3 separate regions of the Mus musculus genome follow, and regions 1 and 3 are each linked to region 2. The links are chromatin contacts, called in public HiChIP or PLAC-seq maps. All regions are on one chromosome and are shown on one strand. Each heading gives the region's core, a stretch centred on a gene start, on an enhancer-like site or on the middle of the called end of the contact. The rest is flanking DNA. Distances are from core to core; before and after follow the strand shown. Region 1 has its middle 6.6 kb from the start of Cfap161. Region 2 overlaps Arnt2 (aryl hydrocarbon receptor nuclear translocator 2). Region 3 overlaps Il16 (interleukin 16).

The links. HiChIP or PLAC-seq counts read pairs in DNA pulled down with a chosen protein or histone mark.
Region 1: an H3K27ac HiChIP or PLAC-seq map of the NIH/3T3 cell line shows a contact between it and region 2, with 2.7 times the contacts expected there. The contact joins two enhancer-like sites. A contact is called at or near these places in 1 of 15 datasets of contacts at CTCF or cohesin (the NIH/3T3 cell line), 3 of 484 Hi-C or Micro-C datasets (all in uterus), 2 of 115 datasets of contacts at active chromatin or transcription factors (the NIH/3T3 cell line and extraembryonic endoderm stem cells) and 2 of 9 other capture datasets (adipose tissue and liver).
Region 3: a contact with region 2 is called in a CTCF HiChIP or PLAC-seq map of the NIH/3T3 cell line, with 7 read pairs. The contact joins two enhancer-like sites. A contact is called at or near these places in 1 of 15 datasets of contacts at CTCF or cohesin (the NIH/3T3 cell line) and 2 of 9 other capture datasets (adipose tissue and liver).

The regions. Positions count from the first base shown.
Region 1 is chr7:83,799,814-83,803,050 of GRCm38.p6, forward strand. No RefSeq gene overlaps it. Among named protein-coding and RNA genes, the nearest start is that of Cfap161, 6.6 kb to the left of the region's middle. Within about 2 kb of position 1,853, at least 40 of the 459 cell types and tissues checked have an H3K27ac peak or open chromatin away from gene starts, as enhancers often do. A contact at or near this core is called in the NIH/3T3 cell line and uterus, where this site is marked.
Region 2 is chr7:84,331,139-84,334,773 of GRCm38.p6, forward strand. The region is part of intron 5 of Arnt2 (aryl hydrocarbon receptor nuclear translocator 2); the gene reads right to left. Among named protein-coding and RNA genes, the nearest start is that of Gm30873, 3.9 kb to the right of the region's middle. Within about 2 kb of position 1,498, at least 50 of the 459 cell types and tissues checked have an H3K27ac peak or open chromatin away from gene starts, as enhancers often do. A contact at or near this core is called in the NIH/3T3 cell line and uterus, where this site is marked.
Region 3 is chr7:83,724,460-83,727,720 of GRCm38.p6, forward strand. The region is part of intron 1 of Il16 (interleukin 16); the gene reads right to left. Among named protein-coding and RNA genes, the nearest start is that of Il16, 6.3 kb to the right of the region's middle. Within about 2 kb of position 1,617, at least 27 of the 459 cell types and tissues checked have an H3K27ac peak or open chromatin away from gene starts, as enhancers often do. A contact at or near this core is called in the NIH/3T3 cell line, where this site is marked.

The sequences.
Region 1 (3,237 bases), core at 603-3,102, 530 kb before region 2:
AAGGCCTATCTTCCCTTGGGACATCTCTAGTAACCTGCATCCTCTGACTAGGCTCATCTAACTTCTACCTTCCAAAATAACACTACAACCCAGGAGCTGAGCTTAATAGGGGCCAGTTTACATTCAAACTATAATGCAAACGGTTTTGAAGCTCAAAGAACATGGTGATAGAAAAAGAATAAGATTTGAATACAAAGAAGCAGGAATAACAAAAAAAGGGGAAAAAAAAAGAAAAAATAGAATTTCTTTCAGGCAGAGAAGCAGAGTAAAGGCAGGCTCAGAAGAAAAGAGAGGCCAGAAATCCTTGCAGGGTGAAATAAGTAAAATTAAAGGGAGCAGACAGGTAAAGGTAAAAGGCCTCTGCCATCAAGGCCTATGGCTCCTCTTCTACAGGCAGTAGGAACTTTCTCAAAAAAAGCTGATGCAGGATAGATTCCAGCTGTGGAAATCTGCTGTGGCTCTGGGCTGTTGGTAGATTTAAGGCAGACATGTCAGGAAAGCTGTTAGGAGACACCAGGAAGAAGGAACGCCATGTTCATGGAGCACTAGTAGTAAGGACAGAGCAGTAGACGTGAATGAGAAAAGAATCAAGTTAACATCTGGAGATTGTGGGAAGCTGTGTATTTAGCTGAGACTCATGGTATATGGTATCCTGTGCTTTACCCTGGGCAAACAGGTAAATAAGAGACTCCTGCTCTCTGTCTTTGTAGATAGTAAGAAGGAGGAGGCCCTTCTGCACAGTGATGGCAGGCTAGGGGTAGGGGATGGGCACAGGGAAAGCATTTCTAAATGGAAGTTGACTTCCTACTCAAGAGTCCTTTGATACAGAAGGCAAGGTACCAAAAATGGTCCTACTCTAACCAAATGACATCATTTTCTTTCATGCTGCACCCAACCAGGGCATCTATTCCCACCCTAAACAAAAGAACATGTGATGCTGACATAGCAGAAAAGTCTTCCAAGTTTTTATGTCGCCATCTGGTTTTCCCTCCTGTTTTCATTAGACTCCTACAGGAGAGAACACCACATGAATACCATATATCTCCCCTGAGCCAGACATGACTCTCCCAGAGCCTAGATCCACCCCCAGGAATAGCTACATTCCCTTGGATTCTTTCATCTCAAACCTGGCCTTCTAGCACTCAGTCTTGGGTGCCCTCTTCAATGCGATCATCTCATGTCCCACTCGCTTCTCCACACTCTGACGTCTTGACCTCAGATGAACCATATTGCTGCCCATCTCCTTACCTTCCTCACTACCAGCAAAAGAGGGTGGGCCCTGTGAAGAGGAAGCCTGTTGTTTTCCACAACACCCTGGTGGCTTTGGAAATCCAAGGGCAGGTTCAGCTTTGGAAGCAGGGACTAAAAGAAGACAAATGTCTTTGCCTAGGAGAACAGGACAAAAACATGTTTCCCACTTAGAAGGGAGGTTGACTCTGCGGAAAGAGCTGATCCCCAGAGCAGGGGATCTGAGAGGCCAGAAGCCTGCTGGAGACTCACCGACGTCCTTGAGAGGACTCTGGCTTTTAGCCAGCATGAAGGTGGAGCTTCAGGCCTGTCTTCTGGGATCAGAGAGGCCCCAGAGCTACAGAGGAACAGTGTCTTCTAAATCATTGAAAATGTATTTCAAACTTCTTTTTCCCCCTATTCAAGCAGAGGCGAGGCAAACCTGAATTGCATACAAGAAATAGATATATTATAATTAGGCGGTGGTGTTATGGTTTGCCTCAAATGAGTTGAGATAGAAACTTCAATCTTATCACAGTGAAGAGTCATCAGGGCCTGCAGCACAGTATAGATACATGGGCCAATCTGAGCCTCTGGAGCCATGCTGTAGAACTGGGCAACGGAAAGCCACATGCTTCTCCCGATGAGCAACGGAGGCTAGGGTGACTCGCATGCAGCTCAGAGTTTGCTCCCTCAGCGAACCCCAGTTTCACAGAAATGCCTCTGTCTCCCACCAACCCACTCATCCCACCTCCCTGGTCAAGAAACCTAGTCTTTATTGCTTCACAAAAATATAAGTATTTCATACATAGATGGTCACATTCACTATGTAGTAAAGATAAGCTGTTGATTCCATTCTCTCTCCTCCTCCTCCACCACCACCATCATCACCATCACTATTATTTAGATACAGAATTTCTAAGTGTTGGGCATACAGGGCCTTCGTTCGTGTGTTTACAGAGCTGTGAGGTGCTTACAGAGCTCTAGGGTAGTAGCTGAACAAGGGTATCAGAGACTCAGTTCCCCAGACAGCGTGCTTTTCCTCTTCCCTTAGTCTAGTAGGAAAAGCTAGGGTTTGCTTTACTTCACTGACAAATACAGAGAAGTTCTGGGAAGTGCCCAAGGCATCCTAAGAGCCAGAACTGAAACTCAAGAGTGAAGGGGGGGGGGGGAGAGAAAACAGGAAAATGTGGCTTTCTATTTTCATAGCAATCACAGACCTCAGGCACATTAGTGTGTAGTTTTCAGTCTGGTATTGTTACTACTCTAGTTTTGTGTCTTAAATCCCTGACTCTGAGTCAGGTGTCCTTGACTCAAGGGGCAGAACTTACCTGCACTGTGACGTTGAGTAAAGTCACAAACTCTGGTTCTGTTGCCTCATGTGTAAAGTAAGATATGTGAAAACCTGTGTCTTGTGGTTGTTGGGATCTGTGTGTCAGGAGGTGTGTGAAACACCTTGGCACAGCAGCTGCTTCTGCTTGTTGTTATGAAGACACTGCGTCTGGGCAAGCACAGGTGCCAGGGTTCTCCTCACAGCTACCTGGCACCTCACGCCGCAGATGCTTGCAGCTTCTAGATGTCTGTGTTGGACGCTCCTTGGTGTAGTCTCAACCAAAAGTCAGCTAAGCGGAACCAGGTCTTTCCTGAGTCTTCAGAAATAGATTTGATTTCATAATTGGACAATTCTGCCCTCTTGTGACAAATCATAGATATAGCGTGTTATCCCTAAACAAAACTCCAGGGCAGGACTGAGGAAAGCTTCAGGACTGCTTGCCGGGTCCCACTTGGAGAGGGCTCATAAGGCCCCACTTCTCCTTAAGGCTCTATAGGCATTTGGTAGTTGTTAGGGAAATGGGATTCAATAGGCCTATCCTCTCCCAAAAGATCTATAAGAAGAAGTGGTTGCTGGGAGAATGGAGAGGCACCCATGCTCCTGTATATAAACCCATATGCATGTCCCTGTGAGGAATCCCAGTGGAAATCATTGGGTCACTCCATCCCCAGAAGAGG
Region 2 (3,635 bases), core at 248-2,747:
TAAATAGTTCTTATTCTTAGATTCCAAAAAAACATTTCCTTCCCACAGCCAGAAGAGCCTTTATCTATAAAAATGCAAATTAGAGCATGCTAACATTCTTCTAGGGACTGCATCTTGCGCTATGAGTAAATCTCAAATGCAAAAATGGCTCTCTAGGGCCATCACTAGCTGGCCTGTCTCATCACACTCACAAAAACTTCCCTTCTGAGACTGGCTAATCCCACAGGCTGACCATGTAAATTATGAATCTCCACTCTCTGAATCATTTCCCTGCTGCACATCCCCCAACATAGGAGTGAGGGTCCCTGTTCTTATCCTAGCATCTTCTTTCCTTTGAGCACACAGAGCCTTTTCATCCTGGGCTTACCATGTGACTGTCTGTGGCCCAGCCTCTCTGGGAGTTCTGCTGTGGATGATGAGCATGTCGAGTTCATTTCCAGCTGTATCTTCCATCTCCATCAGAGATGCATGTCTAATAATTTGTGGAATAAAAGACAGATTGTGGACTGCAAAAAAAGAAGCCCTCCTCACTCATAAAAAGTGGGTACTAAGCCTCAGGGACTAGACTCAGTCATAAACCAAGGCATTGCCAGCTCCAAGGAGAATGGAGACCAGAGAGCCCCATTACCTTGGCTTCAGTCTTAGCATACCTGACACTTGCTTTATCAGATCATCTCGGGCAAACCACGGCAAGCTTAGGTCTCACCAGTTCTGGCGCGGGCCTCTTTTGCTTTGAAGGACTTTTCAGATATTCCACAGAGGTTCCTCTAGGCCTCTTGTTCCAGGAGGACTGGAGTGTCCCTCCCCTCATTTGTTATGGGCTCCCACCTGCATTTTCTTCATGACACCACTTGGCCTGAAGCTTCCCCTTTCAAGCCTGGGGTCGGTGACTGCTTAGGATAGGGTGGCCAAAGAGTTTCTTGTTCCAATTGGGGCAAATTTTGTGCAATTTATACTTCGGATCCCCATTCATACAGGTCATATTTCTCCTGAACCTAGTTTCTTTTCTGACCTCCCCTGACCTTTCCCCATCTCCCTCAACATTTAGTCCCAAGAGTGTTCACATAGCTGTGTGCAACTATGTGTCTAGGGAACTCCACTAAAGATAAAGGTACCAAAGACAGGAAAAAGGAAGCTGAGATATGGCAGGTATGCTCTGAGCACCATCCTCACATCAACACTGAGGAGAAAGTAAAGGCTTAGGGAGAATCCCAACCTTGATCAAGGTCATCCAGCAGAACTGAATCTATCTCTATAGCTCCTACCATCAGCTCACTGATAGTCTGCTAGTGTGAAAGTCTCCTAACCAATGCAACTCAATGCACTGTTTGAGACAGTGGCAGATTCATGGGCTACAATACTTAGTGTGCTGAATACAAACATACTGAAGTGGAAATGGCTCTCTCCCAAGGTGACTGGCTTTATTGCTACCTACATTCAAAACCACGAGGCCATGTCACAAACGAGTCATAGTGGGAAAGCTATAAAGGACAGGCGGGATTGGCCTCCACAACCTCACTATATAGAGCTCTTGTGATTCTCAGTCCTCAAAACATGTGCACTGGGTCAAGGTTAAAGAACGACATTGTAAATAGCTCACTGGGGAGTAATTTATGTCATCACTCGAAGGGGAAAATTGCAAACCATCCATGCATCTTTCCATTGGATCAATGCCTAAGCACGCAACTGGCAGAGAAGGCTTTTCGTCCGGGTGTAAGCAAAGAATTTACAAAAATAAAGGGAAAACTGGATGCAGATGCTTTCTTCAATTAGCATTTACTGAAAAGGCAGTGAAGAGGAAAGGCAGAGCTTATGCATGGATTTCCATTCAACCGTTTGCCTTGGGTCATGCCACTTCAGGGGGAGATGTGTGTCATTCCTTGGTGAAGCTGGAGGAAACTATTTTAATTTTCTCGAGCACACTGGGGTTTTGCAATCAAGCTATTTTTAACTGAAGGCTGCACAAAGTCTGACCATCACGTGAGGTTTTTACCAAGATCTAAATCATAGCACCAGGAAGCAATGATTCAGTGTCTCTCAAAATGTTCCAAACAACTCGAAATAATTACATCTTCCTGAAAACAATACTATTCCCAGGCTATTTTTGTCATTGGGGGGGGGGGTGGTCTGTGGACTCGCTGCTTGGGTATAAAGGTTAAGATGAAAGATACTTGGTGAAGAAGTGGAGACTCTGGCAGTGTTTAAAGGGCAGATGCTGTGGATTTTCCATCATGCTATACATCTTTAACATTCTGTTTCTTGGTGGAGTAAAATCAAAAGTAGTCTTTTCATCTTTTTTAATTCTCTCTCCTAGGTACTGGGCAGATTGGACTGTACTCTGTTTGTGGTCTCTTCCCTTTTATTTTTTGTCGTTCCCAGAGATTGTATCGGGATATTGGAATTCTTAGATTCTGGTTCATGCTGGAACCACAGAGTTGCTTTTAAAAATACAGATGAGGGGACTGAAGAGATGGCTAAGAGGTTGGAAAAACTTGTTGCTCCCGCAGAGGATGAGGACTTGAGCTCAAATCCCAGCTCACATCAGTTAATAACTCCAGTTTCAGGGGATCTAAGGCCCTCTTCTATCCCCAGAGGCACAGGTAGGCATGGGTCTGAATCTGCTTCTGCCAATGCGGCCACTGCAAAGTTGCAGGTCTGATCCAAGGCAGGAGGAAGCTGGCTAGGACTCATGTATCAGATGGTGAGCCGAGTCAGAACAAAGAAGGGCAAATGAAGACAGACAGAAGCCCAGTTTAGAACTCAGGCAGCTGTGAATGCATAAGCAAGAATCCTGAAGAGGTAGGCTGGCTGCTTGGATCTGATGGTCTGGATTCCAACCCCAGCAAACCTGATCAGTGTAGACAAGAACATACTGCTCTTTATGCCAGCCCATGTCAGTTAGGTGGTCGGGCTGGGAAGAAATGAAGAGGGATCAACTAAGGAACAGCAGAGGGATTGGGCAGCATCCTCCATCTATATCCTATTCCCAGCTGAATGGACGTGATGCCAAGATGCTGAGGCAAGCTAAGTCACATGCCATTTCCAGGACTGCACGATTCATTCTTGGGATTTTGATAGTGTTGACTCATAGAGCAGGATGGTTCACAGTTATAACAGTAACAGCCCTGAATATGCTTATCAGCAAGCAGGTCACATTGCAGCTGAGATGCAAAGAAGCTAGGCAAGTTCAGGGGACCCAACACTAACCACAATATAACTGGTGTCCTTATAAGAGGGGCATTAGCTGGGCAGTGGTGGCACACACCTTTAATCCCAGCACTTGGAAGGCAGAGGTAGGTGAATTTCTGAGTTCGAGGCCAGCCTGGTCTACAGAGTGAGTTCCAGGATATCCAGGGCTACACAGAGAAACCCTGTCTTGAAAAACCAAACAAACAAACAAAAATAAATAAATAATTAAAAGAAGGGCATTCGACACTGAGACAGCAAGTAATGTAGGAGGCCCAGATCAAGAGGCTTAGACCAGATTTCCACCCAGAACCCACAGAAGGAACCAATCAAGTTCACACTAGTCTTTCAGAATGCTGACCTCTAAAGCGGTGAAGAGAAGACATTCTTGTTGTTTAAGCTGTCTTAGCTATGATCATTCACTATAGTAAACAGAGGAAAACACCCTC
Region 3 (3,261 bases), core at 367-2,866, 610 kb before region 2:
CAACCCTCCTCTGCCCTAAAACTATGTGGTAGTCCAGGCACAGTGGTGCCTGTAACCCCAGCATCTGGGAGGTAGGGGCAGGAGGATCAGAACTTCAAGAACAACCTCAGCTATGTAGTGAGTTCAAGGCCACCCTGGGACAGACAAGACCCTATCTTGAAAAACAAATAAATCTGGCTCCTTAGTCTATTCTTGCAGCTGCCCTTCCTGTCACCCTGCCTGGTACTCTTGAATAAATGCTCTGTGCTCTGCACTTTCTCTCCTTAGCTTACCACTGCTTCCAGATCCGGCACCACATTTTTGCTTCCTTCCCCTAGAGCCATGGAAACTCCCGTATCAGTTCCACATTCAATGTGTCCTCAGCCTCAAACACAAAGCTGAAACTAGCTTTGTCTTGAGAGGATTGATCTGAATCTGTCCATGGTCTTTGGGTTCTCAGTGCCTTTTTCTTCCTGTTACTTGTTTCTCTTTCAGATATCCCCTTTCAAATCCAAACCATCAGGGCTGCCCTCCGGCTGCTGTCTCCAGCACAGGAGGTCCTCAACTCACTGTCCTGTCAAATCCCCAGAACTGGCAGCTCCGTGGCAACATCTCTGTAGATCATAACTTTGGTTGAACCTCCTTCCTTTCAGATCATACTCAGTTGGACGTGCATGATGTGTGTGTGTGTGTGTGTGTGTGTGTGTGTGTGTGTGTGTGTGTGTGCCAGAACTTGTACATTAGCCATTTGACAGCTTGAAAACAAATAAGTTTTATGATAAAATCCTTCTAGGAGTATCTGAAACCAGACGAGGAAGAGCTAAGGATGAGTTGCTAAGCACTACTGTGTGGAGAGGAAAATTGACATGGTAGGTTCAGACAGACATCAGGCAGATGGGGTGAGAAGTGGAGAAAAGCACAAGGAGCAGAAGGTCAGGGGAATGTGAGCAGAACCAAGCCTAGATGCTGTCACACAGCAGCTGGATCCAACCATACCTGACGCTATGATGTTTATTCCATTAAACGAATCAAAACTTTCAGGTTTAGTCTTAAAAGTGTATCTATCTTCCTGGAATAAAAGTCTTTTGGTATACTACTAGGAGTCTAAGTCCTGGAAAACAATGATTTCCAGGAGATAGTGTGTTTTCTAGGCTACTTCCACCCCAGCCAATGCTTGCCTTTCCCTCCATCCATTCTCACTCATAACAGCTGGTTCTGAATGTCTTGATCTACCAATTTCCATAGACCCTCAGATTATATACCCCATTCCCTTTCTCCCCCATGTCCTCTCTTCACCTACAAGTTCCCCAGCCATGACCAGCCACTCATTAGGCATCTTCTAGAGCAAAGAATCTATGGGGTCCTTTGAGGTTGAGGTGCAAAGCCATAGGCTCCCTTGGCTGGGGACACTGGCTGCATGCAGGTCTTAGACCAGATGAGGCTCAGATTTCTTGGTGGAGACTGCTCACCCCATGAGTGTGTCCAGTGAGTCCTGTCAGCTATAAAAAGCAAGCCCTTCTACAAGGAGTGGTCATTTCTGAGGCTGGGCTCTCCTGAGAGATGACATAGACCATGGAGTGGGAAGGAGAAGGCAGAGGGCAAGGCACTCACCCTCCTTCTGAGAGCAGAGACTGCTCTAAGCAAGCCTCATCAGCCCAGAAAACATGAATGGGAAAGGAATGCAAGGGCTGAGGTGGAGAGACCAGAGCCTCACTTCTGTGGAAAGGGACTTCCCTCTAGGCCTAGCACCAAAAGAGACAGAGAGGGGAGAAGGAATAATTGAAAACACAGCATGGCAGTCACGTGGCTCAGCTTGGTTTTAGTGATTGTGCTCGAGACATTAGAACTGGCTATTGCTCTCTCTGCAACCAAATGCCAGTGGTGCTGAGAGCCAGCTATGTCACACACACCCTCCTCAGCCCTCTCTGAAAGTTCAAACCAATAGCTTTTCTCTTATCTGGTCCCCAGCCCCAGGATTCCTTGCCAGTGTCTTACAAGTTTTCTTTGTCCCTGGTGGGCTCTGCATAAGACGTTCCTGAAGTTCCCTACATACAGGACTTCACTATGGAAATCTTCAGGGAACCTCCTGCCTTCCTAGCCCAGGGAAAGTCAAAGGACTGGAAAAACCACTCTCCCAAGTCCTGAGCAGTGTTCCTCCAAACACCTGAATAGGATTGGTTCTCTCAGCCAGAGAACAAAGGTGCTACATAGAGTCACCTTTCCTGTCATGCAGGAGATTACCTGGAAAAAAGGAATGGGGACCACTGACCTCATAGTTGCTTGCGACACCTGACCACAGCCGAGCTGTCCTTTACATAGAGTGCAGTGCTAAGGATTGCCAAGCAGTGACACTTGCTTTCTTTAGAGGCCTTGAAGAAAATTCTAGACTTCAGGCTAGGCAGCAAGGTCTGCAAGTCTTCCTTCCCTCTCTTCTGTATTCCCTTACTTCCTCTCTCTTCTTTCATCTCTTTCTTCCCCAGTCCCCATTTCCTGTTTCCCTGCTCTCTGCTTCCTTCTTCTGTCCCTTGTTCTTTCTATCATCTCCCTACTCCCCTTCCTCATCTGCATGTGGCCAGTGTGTTGGGCAAATCCTTCACTAAAGCTGCAGCCTCACACTTGGGTCTGGGTGAAACATCGTTCACTGACTGCAGAACTGGAGAGGATTGTAAATCACCATGTGGCGAAAGGGGAATCCTTTGATAAATGTGTTTTGGAGTTTCTGCATTCTCCCACAGTGTCCTATTTCAAAGGCAGTTTTGAAGTCTGGCCGTTCCAGCCCAGGGGGTATATTTTTGGGGTCTTGAACTAAAAAGTGATTCAGAAATAAGAAATGAAGGGAAAAGGTGGGTGTCCCTTCTCCACCCCAGAGAAGATCTTTAATATAATTAAGGGACCCACAGCTGAGTCTGACCCTCTGTGTCTATATACACTGTACATAAGACTAGGAAGGCATAGAGCATCTCTGGGCTTTAGTATCCCTGCTAGTCAAGCGGACAGTGTTGGATTATTACACGTATCATTTTTCTTCCTCTACTCTACTCCATCTCTGAGGAAACCAACTGTACTCAATGAGGCTTGGCACATTGCAAGAGCATTGCATATGGACCAATAGCTGAAAAGCATCTCAGAGACCCTTCCCACTGACACCTGCACAAACACAGGAATACCATCCCACTTGGGACCACAGACTGGAGGACTCCAGTGATAAGACATCGGAGTAAAAAGAAGCCGCATGAACTGACATCTGAGCTTAAGAACTATCTAGAAAGACATTCTAGAATC